2 separate regions of the Rattus norvegicus genome follow, and region 1 is linked to region 2. Evidence: chromatin contacts called from public Hi-C data. All regions are on one chromosome and are shown on one strand. Each heading gives the region's core, a stretch centred on a gene start, on an enhancer-like site or on the middle of the called end of the contact. The rest is flanking DNA. Distances are from core to core; before and after follow the strand shown. Region 1 has its middle 42 kb from the start of Bcl2l11. Region 2 holds the start of Bcl2l11 (Bcl2-like 11).

What was found. Hi-C and Micro-C count contacts between places; a contact is called where the count stands out from the background.
Region 1: a contact with region 2 is called in a Hi-C map of liver, with 3 times the contacts expected there. The contact joins the enhancer-like site here to the promoter of Bcl2l11 in region 2. A contact is called at or near these places in 6 of 12 Hi-C or Micro-C datasets (hepatocytes, kidney, liver and 1 more).

The regions. Positions count from the first base shown.
Region 1 is chr3:135,860,588-135,864,218 of GRCr8, forward strand. No RefSeq gene overlaps it. Among named protein-coding and RNA genes, the nearest start is that of Bcl2l11, 42 kb to the left of the region's middle. Within about 2 kb of position 1,359, at least 9 of the 93 cell types and tissues checked have an H3K27ac peak or open chromatin away from gene starts, as enhancers often do. A contact at or near this core is called in hepatocytes and liver, where this site is marked.
Region 2 is chr3:135,818,351-135,821,636 of GRCr8, forward strand. It overlaps Bcl2l11 (Bcl2-like 11), which reads left to right and starts at 1,692. Exons shown (of 4, transcript NM_171988.3): 1 at 1,692-1,941. Acoxl (acyl-CoA oxidase-like) reads left to right here. Exons shown (of 19, transcript NM_001415677.1): 19 at 1-1,941.

The DNA of each region.
Region 1 (3,631 bases), core at 109-2,608, 42 kb after region 2:
AGGACAACAACAACAACAACAACAACAACTGGACTGACAGACACTGCTATGCCCAAAAGAGTTTGCAGAATCTAAGTTTTTCAGTCTCTCTAAGAAGATGATGTCTGCCAATGTGTTGTTAGAAAGCTTTAAACAAAGAAGGTCAGAAGCCCAAGACTGAAGCACCCAATGGATTCAGTCTCTTGTTACTTCACATGTCCTGCAACGCACACGCTGACATGTTGCTCTGAGGAAATAGCACACTGGGAAAAGTGACGGGGGAGGCTGCAGAGCATGCCAAAGCAATAAGGAATAAATACTGACATTGAAAAGGCAGAGTGGGGGTGGGGGAGGAAGATTGCTGTTTGAGTTACTGACTTGAGTTCCACACGCATGTGCGTGCCTACACGTACCCAAGTGAATTTCGACATGGGATTGGGACAGAATTTCCAACAATTGTAAAAAAAAAATGGCCCTGAATAAACTTCTGCCCTTTCGTACTATGTATTTATTCAAGGCAGCAGCCTCAGTGGAGCACTGATGATTATGAAATCAAAATATCAGGCAACTGAAAAATACCGAAGCTATCCTATAGCCTGCAGGATTGGACATTGAGCTGTGATTTAATTCCTTGTGCAAAATCAAATAAGCACATCTCTTAGGGTGCAAATTTGTTTTTAGTAACCAGGCAGTGGTGGCCCTCAGGAGGCAGAGGCAGGCTCTAAATTTGAACCCAAGCTGGTCAACAGAGCGAGTTTTAGGCTACACAGAGAAACCCTGTCTCAAAAAGTAAACAAAAAATGTATGTGTGTCAAAGGCTGTTTTACGTTTCTATGATTTATTGCCAGTACATGATTTGTGCATGTATATTATGTATTTGTACACCCTGGATTGTGTAAACATTTCTCCGACATCAAATGATCACAAATGGGAAGGATTTGAGAAACGTTGGCTAATTCAGTGCACTTAGATTTTCTCCCTTTAACACCTCCAAGTGTCTTGGCTTATTTGAAGGGTGGGATATGCATCATCTGGCATCCAGCCTTGTACAGCTCTCTTTATGTGCCTGGTACCCAGTGCCACTTCTGCCTTTGAAACTCTCCTCTGCCCATGTTGCAGCTGAGGACAGGCTCAGAGCCAACCCCATGCTCTTTCTGGGCACTTTGCATCTGGAACAAGTATAGTCTGGAGGACAGCACCCAAAAAGCTGCCAGAGGCCTGCTGCCCCCTCCTTGGCTATGATGCTCCTCTACCTAGCCATCAGCAACAGTTTCCTCTTGGTCTGTGGAGCAGGTGCCCGCCCCTCCTGCCAGTTCTCTTTGAGCTCAATTAGCTGAAGTTGGCCTCTGTTGTTGGCGACTGAACTGCTGACTCATTCCTACCTGTCAGGAGGACTGAATAAAAGTTGCACGAAGTTCTCTGCAAACAGTGTGAATTCAGAGGGTGTGGGACAACAAGCTGAGGGTTAAAATGTTCTCTGGGGCAAGACCAACCAGAACAGGGCTGTTAGGAGTCGCCAGGTATGACGAGAGTGTTTAATCTCTGGGCAACTTACACTTGGTCTTTTTCTCCTGCAAACTTTTCTGAAGCAAGCCTGACCTTATTCATATCGCAGAGGTGAAGCTGTTTCAACTGTCACAGGCCGCTGCTTTCCCACACGTTATCACTTCATTACAGGTGCTGCTGAAAGGGATCCTGGGAAGTAAGGTTTTGATAACTGCGTGGCTTCCCCTCCTTAAGGCAAGCATGGGGCGAATTAACTCTTTTAATAACCTCTTTCTTGGGTCTAAAGAGCAAATGTGGGCCAGTGTCCTCGGAAAGTCCACTAGAAAGCTGGAGAGATGGATGGCTCAGTAGATAAAGGTGCTTGATGCCAAGACTGATGACCTGAATTCAAGCCATGGTAGAAGGTGAGGACTCCACAAGTTGTCCTCTGACCTCCACATATACACCATGATATGCATGCAAGCAATCACACACACACACACACACACACACACACACACACACACACACACACTGCAATAATTTTAAAATACATTAGACTTCAATTTAAAAACTAGTTTAGATGGCCATTTTCCTAAAGAAAAATTATTTAAGTTTTAAGGTACTACTATGTGTCTAGCACAGAAGAGAATGAAAAGGGCTTAAAACTAGGACATGCCAGGGAGGGTAAGGAAGGATCACAAGAAAAGTCAGAGGTAAAATTTCCAGGCAGAAGGCTGCTTTGTGAGTGTGATTGGCTTGAGGCAATATGGGATGTCTCTCCTCTCCCCTCCTGGCATCCAGGGCCTGCTATAATGGCCCTATCATTTTAATAGGACACTCGTTACCTGGGAGACAAGCCTCGGAGCATCTTATTGTCACCTCAGAACAAACAATCTCGCATCTACCATCAGACGGGGAGACTGAGTTATACGGTCTAGGCCTGGTCACAGAGGTCCCTGAACTGGTCAGTGACAGAGCCAGGATGCACTGAGGCATGTGGCTCTGCCTGAGCATGCGTGTATGATCACTTCTCTATCTTTTCTGGCCCAACAGAGCTGAAACAGGAGGATGAGGCAGCCAGGGTCTGCTTCCAACCCAGCTCCTGAAGAAAGCCTTCAGCAGAGGAGTTCCAGCCATTATGGGAACCCATGAGTCTGTAGCTTGGTCCAAACTCATCTTGAGGGAGTCGGTATGTGGGTGCTTCAGCTATACCTAAGTGCTCACCTGCGGACTTCCTGTTCGATCCTTTACTTCCTGTCTACTCTCACATTTCCTGTGTAGTTCTGTACTTTCTGATACTGCACTTCCCACAGTTTTTTGACCTAATCTGAAGTCCTACTGACATCAGCTGTTCCCAGTAATTCTGCCTGTAGGAAGGTGTGATCAGCTGATTCAACACAGACTTTCCACCATTGAGAATAACTTCCCAGATAACTTGTTCATATTTAAAGTCATTTCAAGGGGGCATCAGAGTGTCATGATAATGAAGAAATAGGTTCAGAAGAACCAAGGTCATAGTCCTCCCAGGAAAGATGGGGAAAGTCTTATTTTTACCTCAATGGAAACCAAACCTGTCTACCCCTTTTGTGTCTGTTCTTCTAAATGCTTTTGCTTTAAACCTAGAACAGAGAATTATTTTGAGCCCAGAGATTCCCCAGGATTCACCTGCCACACAGGCTTGGAGCACTGAGACCACACCCCTGACTGACAGAGTTGTTCCTTTTTCGCTTGTCTTACCCGACCCTGGATTCTGAAGAAGAGTGAGAATCGGGCATTGTGGGAGGCTAATGTGTCCCACTCAAGTGTAAAAGTGGAGAGCCTCACAGCCGAATGGCAGCACCCGGCAGATTCTGGCAGGCCGTGTCCAGCCACTGCTGCTCATCTGGAGACATTCACTGTCCAGTTTTCTTGTCAGTACAGAAAATGAGTTAAGGTTCGTGCACATATAGTGCAGGGTCTAGGTTTGGCTTGTTCAAGAGCTTTTAGACATGGTTCTTCAGACAAGGGTTCATCTCCACAGCAAAGGCAGAACCTTTCCAGTGAAGGTAAGAACAGCGCATCCTGCCTGCCCATGACCTGGCTCACCCTGGCTCACCCCAAGCTCATAGTTCCTTCCATGGGAGAAAATAATTTTGGCATAAGTAGGCCTTCTAGGATGCCGGGG
Region 2 (3,286 bases), core at 442-2,941:
GAAGACTCCAGAGCAACCTGCTCCTACGAAGAAACACCGGAGCTTTCCCCACCCCCAACCCCCCCATCCCTGTGTGGTTCTTCTCTAGTCTAAGGCTGAGGCGCCTGGCTGCCCGCTGAGGGCGTGGAGCAGGCAGACTTGTTACTGGTTTTGGACTCCCGGAGTAGCAGCAGCAGATTGGGCTGCATGGGTGGGATGCCGAGTGGTCGGTCAAGGCACAGTACTGGTTCACAGCCTTGGTCAAGACAGACCTGCATCCATGCCCTTGCCCTGTGCTCTCTTATAGCGATCGTCCCTCACCTCCAGCAAGGCTTTGTCCTGAGCCCCCCAGTTTCCCTGGGAACCAATAACTTCTTAACCAATAACTCGCTCAGGATTCACCTAAGAGCCAAGATTTAGCCTGGGGCTTTGCTGTGTCACCGTGACGTTAGGTCCGCTTATAAACATCAAAATGACCAAGATGGTCCAACGGTGGGACGACAGGCCACCTGACACTTGTTCCTCATGAAAAGGCCATGTCCCTCTTGCTGCCAGCCTGGATGCAGGTTGGGTAGCCCTTAAATCGAGTTTCTTTAATCCTCACGTGTGGGGACGATCCATTTCCAGACCAGCTACTCTCGGCCGCCGCTGTGAGAGAAGAGGTTGGGGGTGGGGACGCACATGGCACCATTGACTTCGAGACTTCGGTTAGGGTCACGAAGGCCTCAGGAGGGTCAGGGGATTTTTCAACCCCCTTCTGGCTTTCCTAGCTTGCCCTGAATTCCGCTGTTCCGCGGCCGCCAGCTTCAGCGGGCCGATGGGTAGACAGTTCCAGGCGGTACTCTGTGAGCCCAATAAATTTTGAGGATCCCAGTACAGCTCATGGCGCAACAGTCTTTATTTGGTAGCCCACCTCCTTTTCCTTGTTTATTCTTTTCGAGTTAACTTTCTCATTCCCCTATTTTATCTGCTTTATCGTGCACGCCCATCGCTCCCCGAAGCCTCCCTGGTCTCTCAACTGTCCTTCCCACCACCAGCTCTGCACTGGGGAAACAAACATATAGAACACAAAAACAACAACAACAAAACAAAACAACACACACACACACACACACACACACACACACACAAAACCAGGGAGAGCCTAAATGAGGACAGAAGGCGGCGGTGATGAAGAGTCCCGCTTGTGGCATAGCCGAGGAAGGGCAAGCATCTTTCTGATCTGGGTCCCCGGAGGCCAGGAATTCTTGGAAAGGACAGTACCCATCCTTGCACCAATCTAGTCCCTTTGGTTTGGGGCTGAGAAGCTCCGCAAACCAAGGGAGCAGGGGCGCCTCCTGAGGCTTCCAACTGGCGGCCGCGGCCAGGCTGGACACAGAGCAGCGTGCCCTGAGCGCCCCCTAAGTTCCGCTCTGCGAGGTGGCCGCCACGGGCGGACCGGGAGGGGCGGGTACATTCTGAGTGGAGGATGGGCGTGCATGCAGCTGCCCACAGGCCAAGTCACTAGGGTAAACACGCCGGGGTGGGCGGCGCACGCAAACTGCAGGACAGCCGGTGGGGCCACCCTCCCCACTACCTGTCGCAGCCTGCACGCGCCAGCGGCCTGGGGGCCGTGGGGGGTGGGACTTACCTTCCGGCTTGCCCGGGCCGGACTGAGCGGGGGGCGGAGCCCGCGGTGATTGGGCGCCGGAGCGGGGGCTCAGTAAGAGCAGAGTGGCTGGGGCAGGCTGCTTTCACTTCGCTCCCCGCAGGCACTGGGTCAACAGCTTGTTGGAGCTCTGCGGTCCTTGCCGCCGCCGCCGTTGTCGTTGCAGTCACCGGATTCCTGCAGCCGCTCCGCGAGCTGTGTTCCACTTGGATTCACACCACCTCCGCTGCCCCCGCCGCCACCGCCTCGGCGCCCTTCCCCTGGCCCTCGTCCACCCAATGTCTGACTCTGATTCTCGGACTGAGAAACGCAAGGTAAACACTCCTCGACTCCCGGGGCGCAGGCTGGGGATGGATAGAAGACAGGCGCCGCAGCCACCTCTGCGGCTTCATCTGTCTCTGGTGTCGCACGTGCGGGTGGAGGCGCTGGTTTGTCCCGCGTGGCGCGCGGCTGCAGGAGGCGAACGCTGGGAGTCGGGTCGAGGTCTCTGCGTGCCAAGGCACTTCTGGGGAAGGGTCGTGGGCACAGAAGCTGCGGGCTCTTAGCCGAAGACCGGGTTGGGCCGGGATGCTGCACGAGGGGCCGCTGAGGCATCTCTCGCGGGCCAGGAGGGCGCGTGGTCTCGGCTTGGAGCGGAGGTCCCGCTTCGTAGTGCCCGTAGTGCGTCCAGCCGGGAAGCGTCGCCGCGACCCAGACGGCCCGGGAGAAGTAGCCGCGCAGTAGCGGCGGGCGGGTAGACTTAACTCTTCGCTGGCGCGGGTTCATTGCGGAGGTTTGAGTATTAAAATCACACGCGCCCAGACTTTGCTTGTACTCACTCAAGCCAGTTTGGCCACAGTGGTCAATTTCGCCTTTCCGGATGTCGCGGGCGGCCCGGTTCTTTTTGCGAGCGTCCTGTGGATATTGAGGAGCGCCGTATCTACAGGAGACAAGAGACCCCGTAAGCCCCCTAGGATCACTTAGGCTACGCGTGTTCCGAGCTCCAGCCAGCTGACTGCCCTGTCTACTCCTTCTAGCCCGATCGCACCAAGACCCAGTCGCATAGGCTAGCGGACCCCTGAGCTCGCGAGCCTAATGCACCCGAGGCAGGCACTGCTTGTGCAAGGCTAACTGAACAGTGGGGGCGGAGGTCTGGATGTGCACGCCCGAGACCGGAGAGGGTCGTTCATATTTGGTGCATGTCGGTAGCACATGGGGGCACAGCAGGTGAAGTTGCTAAGAAGTTCGGCTAGGGACTGCGGGGGCCGTTAGGGCCTTTGCCCGGAGTGGCCTGGAGTGTGATCGTGGCCCCATGCGGATCTCCGAGGGGTGCGGGTCTCGCTTTGTCTCTAATGTCCCGATGCCTTGGCGGCGGGAATTCCCGCAAGGCGCGCGGCGTCCGGGCCGGGCCCTGGGGCGGGGCGGGGCGCAAAGCAAAGCAGCCCGGCCCCCTAAGTTCCAGCCGTAGCTGCGGCGGCCGGCACAGTCTGCGCGGCGCTGGGAGGCGAGTTTGTCAACAATCGCCTTGCCTTCGGCTGCCTGACCCGTAGGCGCCGCCCCCGCCGCCTCTGCCCATTGGTTACGGTGAGGAGCGACTGCGCGCGGGCCAATGGGGAGCACTAGCAGCCGGCGCCAGGGGCGCAGGGCTGGCGGTGCCCGCGCGGCGGCGGGAGCTGCGCG